4 separate regions of the Mus musculus genome follow, and regions 2, 3 and 4 are each linked to region 1. Evidence: chromatin contacts called from public promoter capture Hi-C data. All regions are on one chromosome and are shown on one strand. Each heading gives the region's core, a stretch centred on a gene start, on an enhancer-like site or on the middle of the called end of the contact. The rest is flanking DNA. Distances are from core to core; before and after follow the strand shown. Region 1 holds the start of Coq8a (coenzyme Q8A). Region 2 holds the start of Kif28 (kinesin family member 28). Region 3 has its middle 21 kb from the start of Ahctf1. Region 4 has its middle 25 kb from the start of Cdc42bpa.

Region 1 (2,801 bases), core at 80-2,579:
CCTGCCTGCATAGTTCTCAACCAAATTTGCTCTTGGGGGTATTTTGCAATGTCAGGGGACATTTTCAGTTGTCACAATTGGTGGGATTGGGTGGCCGTGGGGGTGTCACTATTTGTCTAGTAGTACAAGCCAGGGATTCAGCTACACACCCTGCATAAGATAAGCAGGCACAGTAAACAAGATTAGGTCCAACATGTTAATAGTCTGGAGTTGGGAAGTTCTGTCTCAGGTGGTTCATTAGCTCAGAGAATGCACAGATTGCCTGCCTCGCTTTTGCTTTGTGTCACCTGGTCCACAAGTGGTCACAATTCAGCTGTCTTCATTATTCACAAGGCTAAATATAGCATCCAAAGCTACCCTCGGAGTCGTACAGACACTGCTCTTGTAAGCCAACAAACCCCTCTAGCCTCTTCTCAGAAGTGCCTTCCTCACTCCAAATGTTTCCCAACAACCTCCCTGCCAGCATGGCCGCCAGCCACAGCACAACTGGATGTCTGTCATGATCACTAGTCCAAATCCTCCGGCAAGAAGGTTGGCCTGACACACCCCAGCTCCAGAGTCCCGTTCCACAGACACCAAGTCCAAGTGAGCCTAAATCAATTTTCTACAGTGCTGCAAGCCCAACCCAGATTGGATGTCTGCACACAGCCTCTGCCCCTTCAGGCTGCCTAGCCAATGAAGGGTCCCAGAACCCAGACCCGCCCCTACAGCGTTCTCCCTCTGTCCCCTCACACTCTGAAGGTGGCTTGGTTGAGTTATGTGACAGCTTCTGTGCAAGAGAGTGCAGGAGCTGTCAAAACTGGTAGTGTGGCCATCAGTGTCTGGGAAAAACAAGAGGACGGACCAAAAAGAAACGAAGAAAAAGGAACAAGGAAGGGACTTCTTCCCAGACTTCACCCCAGCCGTGAAACCCAACAGCTGGCTCGGGCTTAGAAGTTGTAGTTCTGACACAAACTGCAGCCAGAGCACACAGTTCGAGGGTCTGAGAGTTCAGAACATTATTGGGAGAAAGGCAGCCACGTGCGTGGACGACGCAGAGGCCACAAGCAACCCTCTGCTCGCTGAGCCAGACCCGGGTCGGGAAAGGGCTGCACCGTACGCAGGCCGCACTGTCACTTGAAAGTATAAGAAGGGACCCCGGGGTGCTGAGGTTAGCAGCGGGCCGGCAGGCGACAGCCTTACCGGGCTGCAGGAAGGTAGCTCCTCCGTCCGCAACGCAACGCCTCCGCGCGCTCGCCCCGCTGCGAGCGCTCCGCACACTCTCCGCTTCTGTTTACCTTCTAGCCCGGGTGCGCACGCCGCGCTCCGCTTGCCCCGCCTCCGAGCCCTCCCATTGGCTGAGCCGCTGTTTGTTAGCTGCCCCGATGCCACAGGACGCAGTGGGAGCGTGCTTACCGCGTGCGCAGCTCACAGCCAATAGGGACTGAGGGTGGAATAAAAGCAACCAATGAGAGGCCGCCCTTGAAGGCCGCGGTCCCTAATCTGCCTGTTAGCTGTCTTTTCTCCCGGGCAGGGAAAAAAGCCTGCAGTTGTTCTGCGCCTGCGTTCTGAAGATTGACAAGCGTTCACCTGGCAGCCACGTGAGGGTCGCCTGGGTACCGACGCTAGCTCAGCTTCCTAGGGGTCGGGCCGGGAAGACCTCAGAAGTTTTGATGGGACCACAGAGGAACCCCCCAGGCCCCCGCCCCAGGACCTAGACTAGGCCCGGGTTGGTTTTTTGGTTTGGTTTGGTTTGGTTTGGTTTTTTGCCATGTGATGAGGCTTCTGCCTGGGTTCCTCCAAAAGCACTTGGCCTAGGGAAGTGTTATGGCGCTGACACCAAAGTTCTATACCCTTCAGCTCTGTATTTAGACTAATTGTGCTTGCTTATTATGAGCGCCAATAAAAAAACAATCCTTTTCCAAGGTGAAAAACAGCCCTGAGGAGTGCACTCAACACACACAACATTGACCCACAACATCCCTAAGGGACTGCTGACCCAGAAAAGATAGGGTTGCGACAGGTCCATGCCACCTTTGTACCAAATGGGAGAAAATACCTAGCCTTGGGGCCTTTCCAAGATGCTTCCGTGCCAGCTCAGCCCTTTCGCCCAGCAATGCTAGGCCAGCTTCCCTCTAACGAACCTAAGACAATCGCTCGCTTCTCCCATGGTTTATTTTCCGTTTTTCGACAGATTGATATGATTTGGACCATGTTTCAAACAAAACAAAACAAAAACTCTGAAAGTATTCTCTATGCTTACTGTCTCCACTTCTTTTTCCATCCTTCTCCACAAAATCAATCTAATAAGGCTTCGATAGTTCGGATCTTGAATATTTTTTCCTCAAAGACCACTTTGGTCCCAAAGGGAAGTAGGCATAGGGAGGCTGTCAAACATTTAGGAAGTATGGCCTGATGAAAGAAAGTCACATCACTGAGGTTGTGACTTTATAGGGAATATTAGGACCTGGGAGCCTTCTCTGCTCCCATGAGAAGCCAACAGCTACCATGAGGTGAGCAGCTCTGCCCACTACACCATCCTACCATGACTTGCTGCTTCATGAGAGACCCCAAAGTCACAGCCCAATGGACCAAGGCCTAAATAAATCTTTCCTATTTCTAAGTTGGTTATCTTGAGTATTTTGCTGCATTATAGAAAGCTAAGGCTTTTCTGTTTAAAATACAGGCTTTAAGCATGCAGATTGCTAGTCTGATCAAAACTGAGATGGGCTCTGCCATTATTTCTTGAGTCTCTCTGCCCAGGCTTATTTCTCCAAGACTCCCACTGTCTGTACTCCTATCCTTGGTGTTAGTCCCTGGGG
Region 2 (2,801 bases), core at 127-2,626, 450 kb before region 1:
CAAGGTACAAAGTGCAAACTTCTCATTTCCTGTATGGCAAAGATGTAATTTGCAGAACTCTCACATGATCGAAAGCTTCTCCTTCCACACCTAGTGTGATGACTGGGCCCACCACAGAGCTGATGGGAACGAGCCACATGGCATTAGCATAGTCTCACACTGGGACATTGCCTGCTCCAGGAGCTCTCTGTACCTCCTACCAGGGGGTGACAGTGAAGTTTGCTGCCACCTGCAGATGCATAAATTGGGCTCTCAGGCAAGGAGAGAATAGAACCCAAGTCTTTTGCAATAGCCAGTGCTCTTACACACTGCACCCTCTCCAGCTGCCTGGACACTTCTCTTTAGCTCTAGCACTTTCTAGCAGTCATAGAGTAACAAAACTTCACTGGTCACAGTGGGCAAAGACAAGCGTGCTATAATGGAAAGGGGGATAGCAGGTTCCACTGGGAACACACAGCACAGCTCTCTACCTCTGTGGCAAGCTTCTTACAGAACAGCATCCTCTCTGGAACCTGTGGAAGAGCTTAGTTCCAGTTCTTCTGACTTGAGTGGTATGCAGAGTGTGCCCATGTATGCTAGGTAGATGGGGCACAGCCAAGGGGAGGAGGCAGCCTTGCGCATGAGATCTCATGAGCAGTGTTTCCATAAAACTAACATGTAAGTGCACACTGGCACGTTCTCATTATGTGACTGAAGTCTGGTCAGGAACATGACTCTGCTACCTTAGCTTTCTATGTTGGGATCACTGACGTGTCCACATGTGGCAAGACTTACTTTTAAGATAAACATTTCTTGGTGTTTCATGTAGTGCAAGCTGGCCTTGAATGTACAACATAGCCAAGGATAAAAACTGAGCTTCTAGTAGGTTGCCTCGCCTCAAGCTGGCATTCCACACATCTCTGTGCCTCATTTCATAGAGTGCTGATGAGCTACCCTAGGGATTCATGCACGGTAGGCAAGCACACTTACCAACTGACATCTCTGCCCCACACCGACATGCAGTAAAAACAGACACCGCACATCTCTATTTAGCAAACTGCACTGGTTAAATAATTATTAACTTGACAGTATTTCTCTTGTCAGTTTTTTTTATTGTGCTACTTGTACCAAGGAATGAAATTAAATGTTTACTAAATTATGCTTAGAGCTTTTGTGAATCATTTGACAAATCCATTTAAATAAGTTTAATATTTCATAAATGACAAGCAGCTTAAATACAAATTCAGAAACTATTATTAAAAAATTAATAAAATCAGGCAGTAATTGTCAGCAAGGCAATGAGCATGGACTGACCTGGCTGAACGGCCGCACCCGGACGGCCACTCTCACACTGTCCGATCTCGGCACAGGCACTCTCCCCATTTTCTCATTATCCATGATGCTACTCGGTAGAAAAATAACACACAAAGCACACTGCTCACGAAAACATCCAAAGCTTAGCTGACAAAGTCTGCTTTTAGGTATCAATTATTAAGCGTCCATTCATTACACACTATCAATTACCTGTCATAAATTATTTGACAACACTTATTTATTGATGAACATCATGGCTTCCATCAGGCGCCATTACCAACGGTACACACGCTGCAGAAAAGAGGGTTCCTTTCCTCTTTTCCGACATCTGCTCACACTCTTCCATTCTCTGTAACCTGTGCCTGAGGTTCTGTGGCAGTTACCAGTTTAAAACCTGAATACTAGAGAGGCTCCTGTGACGAAGTCGCAAGCTCTTTCACAGCATGGGAAGTCTAAACCTTGTCGGCTCCTCTTCTCAGCAGCAGGCACACGTCGGTGCACTGTTTTATTTCTTTCTTCAATCCTTCCATGAGGTTGCTAGGAAGCAGTGAAACCGGTCAATCTAACCTGGATAATTAAGTCTCTGAACTGAGAGACAAGATAGTCCTTAAGTTACTGAAGAGAACTGCTAGCTAGGAAACCGATGCAGTACTGGAAAATTACTCATTTGAGGTAGATTACACAACATTTGTAAAACTACAAAAAGGCAAAATCACATGCCCACAATTCAAATTCAACACAGTATCAGGCAAAGCCCAATGAGCACAGGTACTGACCAGAGATCCGAGGAACAGCATCAAAGTGCATACATTATAAAACAGCAATGTTAAAAATAATCAATAGTTCATCGCCCTCATTTTAAGACAGTTCTAGTATCTTAACTGTAAAGAAAGGATATGAACATATGTCCAGTAGCATATAAAATTACAACTCAAACAGAAAGCTCCTCTCAAAAATCTACCAGACACACAGTGTACTTTACAGTAGTTTATTTAACCTCCCAATGATAAGTCATATTTACATTGATATAAACGCATCAAGTCGTATAAAACGCCTGCACTACAAGAACTGCACTCCATGTGGAGTTACTCATTTACTGCTTACAAAATTGTACAATTTATATAAAGTATTTCCATCCAAATTGGTGACTTTAATAATCCACACAAATACTGTTGACTTTTACAAACAGGTGCGTGTTAAAATCTTGGGCTAAAAATTACAGCATTTTCCTGCGTAAAATTTGCTTTGGAAAAGAAGATGGCTTCTTTCTGCCCCTTCCAAGAGTTTTTCCTGCTATTTCTGCAGTTTTTCTTGGCTTGCCGGTCTTTATTTCATCCACTGGACTCGCCAAGGGAGAAACCAGCTTAATTTCTACAGGAGGAGGTGACCAAGAACTTCCTTTTCCTGTGTTTCTGAAAGAAAGATACAGTCAAGTAGGAATGGGCACAAAGTGCTGTCTGGTCAAGTGCTTCTCTCGCAGAGACCTGGAGAGTGGACTTGCAGGCAGG
Region 3 (2,801 bases), core at 101-2,600, 370 kb before region 1:
ACGGGCGCTGTGTAAGCAGAAGAAAGGGTCTAGTCAGCTCTCCACACAGCACGAGGGATTCCGAGAAGGAAGAAGGTTGGGAGGAGTACCTGGGAGGGAAGAAGTCAGAATGGCCTGCGACAAACAGCTTTGTTTTGGCAAAGGGTCTTGAGGAAATCTTGTGACTCTGTGTGTGGGGTGTGAGGCGAACATGCATGTTTGCATGAGTGTGGGAATGTGCCCATAGAGACATGAGTTGCAACGGGGACCTTCCTAGACTGATCTTCCACATTATTCTTTGGAGGCAAGGTCTCACAATCAAATCCAGAGTTTGCCCACAGAGCTAATCTCGACAGCTAGCTTGCTCTGGGGATCCCTTGTCATCTCCTTCAAAAGCTGGATTTATAGATTTATAGGCAATCTACCATAGCCACCGGGCACTCACATTTACATGCTCTGAACTCTGGTCTTCTTGCTTTCATAGCAAATACTTACAACTACAAAACCATCTACAGGATAGGTATGCGCTATGTAGGAAAAACTATAAATCCAAACCGAGTACTAGGCTATGTGAGACCTTATTTTAAAAACAAACAGGTTTGGAGACATAGCTCAGTTGGTGGAGCAATTGCTCCACATACACAAAGCTCTGGGATTGATCTCCAGCAACCTGTATACTAGGTTCTCATATCTGTCATCCAACACTCCAGAGGTAGAGGCAACAGGAAATCTAGATAATTCTCAGCTACATAGAGAGTTCAAGGCCAGCCTGGGCCACATGAGACACTCCATAAACAAATAACAAACACTAAAACTTACAGGATACCCTGAGTAATAAAAGCAAAGAAACCTAAAATTCAGGGAAAGCTCTAGGCAGCTTAGAGGGAGTCCCCCTTAGTATCATCAACTGTCAAGTTATCCCCATTTCCTTCCTTAAAACAGCTGCTCCTGTGGACAAGGACTTGTTTGTCCTCCACTGGACAGAGCCCCTTGCTTATCAGACCATCTACCTAACACTAACATGAGGAGTCTCTACTGACTCTCCCAGAGATTTGAGAACACTAAGAACTATTATTCAGCTGGAGAGTGAACCCCATGTCTTGGCGTACACTCCCATTCTCACTGCCCAGCAGCTTACAGCCATGGGCAGGGTGGGCAGTGCTTTCAGCTGTCCCAGGGAAAGAGTCCAAACTGGCCTTCATGCCAGTTCTACCCAAGTTCAGCCCACACTGCTTCACCTTCTAAGGCAGGAAGTTCTATCTCTTGACTGCCAATCACTGAGACAGAGGTTTTATTGTTACTACAGCTGTTACATGACCATCACGAAGCCTCATGTCACTGCAAGCTGAGGGACAAAGGTCAGAGTAACAGAAGCTTTCAATCATGCGTTTTAATGTGACAGGGTTTGCTCTTTTTGTAGTACTGAGCTGCTGCCCCGCCCCGTGTCTGCTTCTCCCTTGGGATAGCCAGGTCCCGCAACCCCAGGAACAACTTTGGAGAACTGGTTCAGTTTACTGGGGGACAGAGGGGGATATTTATGCTCCTGGGAAGGTGGCTAGGGTCTCTGGGGCAAGGTTTGTGTGGCTCTGTACCATTCATTGGTTAGGGCTGGGGTGTTAGAAGATGGCTCATCTGCATTCTCAGGGGCTGTAGGGTTAGGGAATGGGGGTGGGGGCGGAGCGGGGCAGGAAGTGTGCAGGAGGGTGGACTTTATAAGCTCAAACAGAAGTGAAGTCTGATAAATGTCAGGGTAATACATTCTTACTAGGGTTGATGGTGGGGGAGCTGGCTTTGGGGTACCAGGTTGGGAGGGGGAAGGTGACCAACTCCTGCTGTCCTCACGTTTTGAGGTATCCTGGATAGAAGATTCCTTGACCTTTTCTCCCTAACCCATTAAGGTCCCACACTGAGTATTAAAGATAGGCATGCTAGGTAAACACTCCACCACTGAGTCCTCTTTTTTACTTTCTAGACTTACTTTTCATGTGTATGAGTGTGTGTGTGTGTGTGTGTGTGTGTGTGTGCATTGTGTACATGCAGTGCTTACAGAGGCCTGCAGAGGGCATCAGAAACCCTGGAACTGGAGTTACAGGCCACTGTGAAATGCCATGTGGGTGCTGGATACGGATACTGTGCAAAAGCTGTAAAAAGTACTTTTAACTGCCAATTCAAAAAGAAAAAAATTTTTAAAAGGACAAAGAAAAACACGGAGAGACAATAAATCTATAGGAACAGCCATTTTTGGAAAATACAATCCGTCACAATAGGTTCCTCAAAAAAAATTTTTTTGAAATATATCTCATAGTTTCTGTATGTTTTAAAGTTTAGTAGATTTAATCATAAATATAATATCTCATTATTAAATGATTAAAAGAATACGAGTTGAGCCTGGTAACATACTCTTATAATCCTAATTCTAGGCAGGCTAAGGCAGGAGGTTTGCTGTGAGTTCAAAACCAGCCTGGGGACTGAAGAGATGGCTTGTCAGTTAAGAGCCCTGGTTGCTCTTCCAGAGGTCCTGAGTTTAATTCCCAGCACTTCATGACAGCTTCATGACATGCTATAACTGTAGTCCCATGGGATCCAGTGCCCTCTTCTGACATGCAGATGTACATGAAGACAAAACACCCAAATACACAAAAGACAAAGTCAGACTGGGTTTCATAGTAAGTTCTAGGCAAGCCTGGGCTACAAATCTTGTGTCAAGAAAACACTATACAGGTAAGCACACTTGAGAATCAGGAATCTTGCTTTGTAGTTTAGGTTGGTGTGGTACTTGCTATGGAGTGCAGGCTAGTTTGAAATCCAAGGGCAATCCTCCT
Region 4 (2,801 bases), core at 226-2,725, 260 kb before region 1:
ATCTTGCCCTAGTTAGCACTCTGTTGCTGTGAGGAATACCACGACCAGAAGCATCTTGGGGGAGGAAAGGGTTTATTTGGCTGACAGCTTACTGACCATCTTCAAGAGAAACCAGGGCAGGAGCTCAAGTGGGAAGCTGGAAGCAGGAATAATGGCTGAGACCACAGAGGGATGCTGTTTCTGAAAGCAGACATGGTAGCGTGCATGTAATCCCAGCGCTATAGAGGCAGAGACAGGTGAATCATCCCTGGGGCTCACTGGCCAGCCAGCCTAGCCTTCTGGGAGAATTCCAGGCCAGTTAGACAGCCTGTCTCAAAAATCAAGATGGACAGAACCTAAATACAGCCAATGCACACATACACATGCACACATGTGAGCATGGGTGGACACACTTTGTATCTAACACAAGGAAAAGAGTGAAGCTTTCCTGGTCTTATTTTTGTCAATTATCTGCTGAAATGGAATTGTAAGTAAAGGACAGCCAAATCTAATCCCTCTCTTCTACATTTTCAAACTTAACATTTATTGCAAAAGGTCACAGAAAAATAGAGTGCTCATGTTTCACCACGATGTGACCTTTACATAAGACCCAGAAATGTTTCTTTGCTTTTGCAATAGCCTCCTGCCCTGTTTGATTCTTTGACAGAAATTTGAAGAAGAGGCAACAATAATTTTAAGAATAAAGTAATAATAATTGAAAAAAAAACCCTTCATGTAGACTCTTCTTTGAACGTTGACAAGAGCTTGAATTCTGGAACCTGTGCTGTGCTGAAGCAAGCCTTTGTTGTAGGCTGTTGTAGACAATTACAAGGACCTGACAGGTAAGAAGCAATGTGAGGTCGAAAATGACGGAACCAAACAGATGCAGATACGCATAGCCAACCATTGAACTGATCACAGGGATTCCAATAGAGAGGAGCTAGGGAAAGGACTGAAGGAGCTGAAGGGGTTTGCAACCCCATAGGAAGAACAACAACATCAACCAACCAGATGCCCCTGAAGCTCCCAGGGACTAAACCACCAACCAAAGAGTACGTGTCGAGGGACCTATGGTTTCAGCTGCATATGTAGGAGAGGATGGCCTTATCTGGCATCAATGGGAGAAGAGGTCCTTGGTCCTCTGAAGGCTCATTGCCCCAGTGTATGGGAATGCCAGGGTGGCGAGGTAGGGGTGAGTGGGTGGGGGAGCACCCTCATAGAAGCAGGGGGACGGGGATAGGATAGGGGGGTTGTGGAGGGGAAACCGGGAAAGGGGATAACATTTGAAATGTAAATAAATAAAATATCCAATTAAAAAAGAGACTGAACCATACTCAGACTGATGCTCATTTGAATGAAACTGCCTACTTATGCGACACAGCACCAGCATTGTCAATGTAGACATACAATCACCAGGAAGTCCAGGGTTATGGGATTTCCCAATTGTTATGTTGATCTAGTACATAGGGCACTTAGTATATGAATCATAGTGTTCTGACACTGTTCAAAGGGAAGATAGGAGGACCAGACCATGGCTGGAGAGAACACATGAGTGTTATTATGAAAATCTTTGGAATTGCTTATGTTTGATCATGTGAACCCCTAACTGGTATGCTTCACTGATATGTGCTCCCCACTACCTCGCCAGGGTTAGGAAGAAGTCACATAACAAAAATTACCTTTTGTTAAGTAGAAGTCTTGCTTGAAAACATTTCAGTCAGGAAGCATTAAGTCATAGTTTTTACAAAAACCCACAAAATGTTCTACTTTGTTTTTATTCTTGTCACTTAAATCTTCACAACTTTAGGTTGGCTTGATTTCCCCCTTGCTCTGATGGGAGTACGTTCCTGCCAAGCTTGAAGTTTGTTACAATCATTTCTGAATGACACAAGTGCCAAAAACATCTCAACCGTCTGTCTCGACAGGAAAAATTAGATTTCTTTAACTCTTGTTTTATGGAAGACACGTCCAACTATTTTTATAAAATATTTTTTTTTGCAAAGGAGAAAGTTTAACACAAATATGTTGACTTAAGACCCAAACGAAAATTTTCTAGGAAGGCCTTTATCAAATGTGGACCATGATATTGTTTTAAATGTTATTACCTTTAACTTTTGGGTTTCAATTTTCACTGACAGGAATAATTTGGGCAAGGCAAATTATTCTCCCCTAAGTTTCTTTCTCACATTGTAACAGCGACAAAGGTTTATGTAGTAGGCTACTGTAGCAGGTACTATTTGCTTTCTCAGCCTTTCTTTGGTTGCTACCTCCCATCCCAGGAGTCCATCTTGGTTTAGAGATTGGATGGGAAAAGCTTTCTTCTTTCCAAGAGAACAATTCAGATTCTAGGGGTGTCTTCATTAGGGTTTCATGTGAAGAGACACATGGCCAAGGCAACTCTTATAAAGGACAACATTTAATTGGAGCTGGCTTACAGGTTCAGAGGATCAGTCCATTATCACCATGGCAGAAAGCATGACAGCATCATGGTGGGGAGCATGGTGGTGTGCAGGTAAATACAATGTTAGAGAAGGAAGAGCTGAAAAATCTACCTCTTGATCCAAAGGCAGCTAAGAAGAGACTCCTTTTCTTCAGCCAGACAAAAGGAGGCTGTCTTCTGCACTGGGCAGAAGTTGAACATAGGATCTCAAAGCTCACCCACACAGTGAGTGACACACTTCCTCCGACAAAGCCACACCTACTCCAACAAAGTTGCACCTCCTAATATTACCACTCCCTGGGCCAAGCCTCTTCAAAATCCCACAAGGGGCATACAAGGTCCATGTGCGGGTAGAGGATTTGAAGGGGTGACAGTCTTCTTG

What was found. Promoter capture Hi-C pulls out the DNA fragments that hold promoters and counts their contacts.
Region 2: a contact with region 1 is called in a promoter capture Hi-C map of the SN4741 cell line, with 7 times the contacts expected there. The contact joins the promoter of Kif28 here to the promoter of Coq8a in region 1. A contact is called at or near these places in 8 of 39 promoter capture datasets (the 3T3-L1 cell line, 3T3-L1-derived adipocytes, HPC-7-derived erythroid cells and 5 more), 1 of 115 datasets of contacts at active chromatin or transcription factors (pancreatic cancer cells) and 1 of 9 other capture datasets (macrophages).
Region 3: a contact with region 1 is called in a promoter capture Hi-C map of liver, with 2.5 times the contacts expected there. The contact joins the enhancer-like site here to the promoter of Coq8a in region 1. A contact is called at or near these places in 17 of 39 promoter capture datasets (3T3-L1-derived adipocytes, the C10 cell line, the HPC-7 cell line and 11 more), 3 of 115 datasets of contacts at active chromatin or transcription factors (embryonic basal ganglia, embryonic stem cells and neural tube) and 3 of 9 other capture datasets (embryonic stem cells, liver and pancreatic islet).
Region 4: a promoter capture Hi-C map of 3T3-L1-derived adipocytes shows a contact between it and region 1, with 2.1 times the contacts expected there. The contact joins the enhancer-like site here to the promoter of Coq8a in region 1. A contact is called at or near these places in 16 of 39 promoter capture datasets (the 3T3-L1 cell line, 3T3-L1-derived adipocytes, the SN4741 cell line and 10 more), 1 of 484 Hi-C or Micro-C datasets (nephron progenitors) and 1 of 9 other capture datasets (adipose tissue).

What each region holds. Positions count from the first base shown.
Region 1 is chr1:180,194,691-180,197,491 of GRCm38.p6, forward strand. It overlaps Coq8a (coenzyme Q8A), which reads right to left and starts at 1,330. Exons shown (of 15, transcript NM_023341.3): 1 at 1,183-1,330.
Region 2 is chr1:179,743,824-179,746,624 of GRCm38.p6, forward strand. It overlaps Kif28 (kinesin family member 28), which reads right to left and starts at 1,377. Exons shown (of 23, transcript NM_001370897.1): 1 at 1,294-1,377. The coding sequence starts at 1,377. Ahctf1 (AT hook containing transcription factor 1) reads right to left here. Exons shown (of 36, transcript NM_026375.2): 36 at 1,081-2,705. The coding sequence ends at 2,510.
Region 3 is chr1:179,823,406-179,826,206 of GRCm38.p6, forward strand. No RefSeq gene overlaps it. Among named protein-coding and RNA genes, the nearest start is that of Ahctf1, 21 kb to the left of the region's middle. Within about 2 kb of position 1,351, at least 3 of the 459 cell types and tissues checked have an H3K27ac peak or open chromatin away from gene starts, as enhancers often do. A contact at or near this core is called in liver, where this site is marked.
Region 4 is chr1:179,934,071-179,936,871 of GRCm38.p6, forward strand. No RefSeq gene overlaps it. Among named protein-coding and RNA genes, the nearest start is that of Cdc42bpa, 25 kb to the right of the region's middle. Within about 2 kb of position 1,476, at least 9 of the 459 cell types and tissues checked have an H3K27ac peak or open chromatin away from gene starts, as enhancers often do. A contact at or near this core is called in 3T3-L1-derived adipocytes, where this site is marked.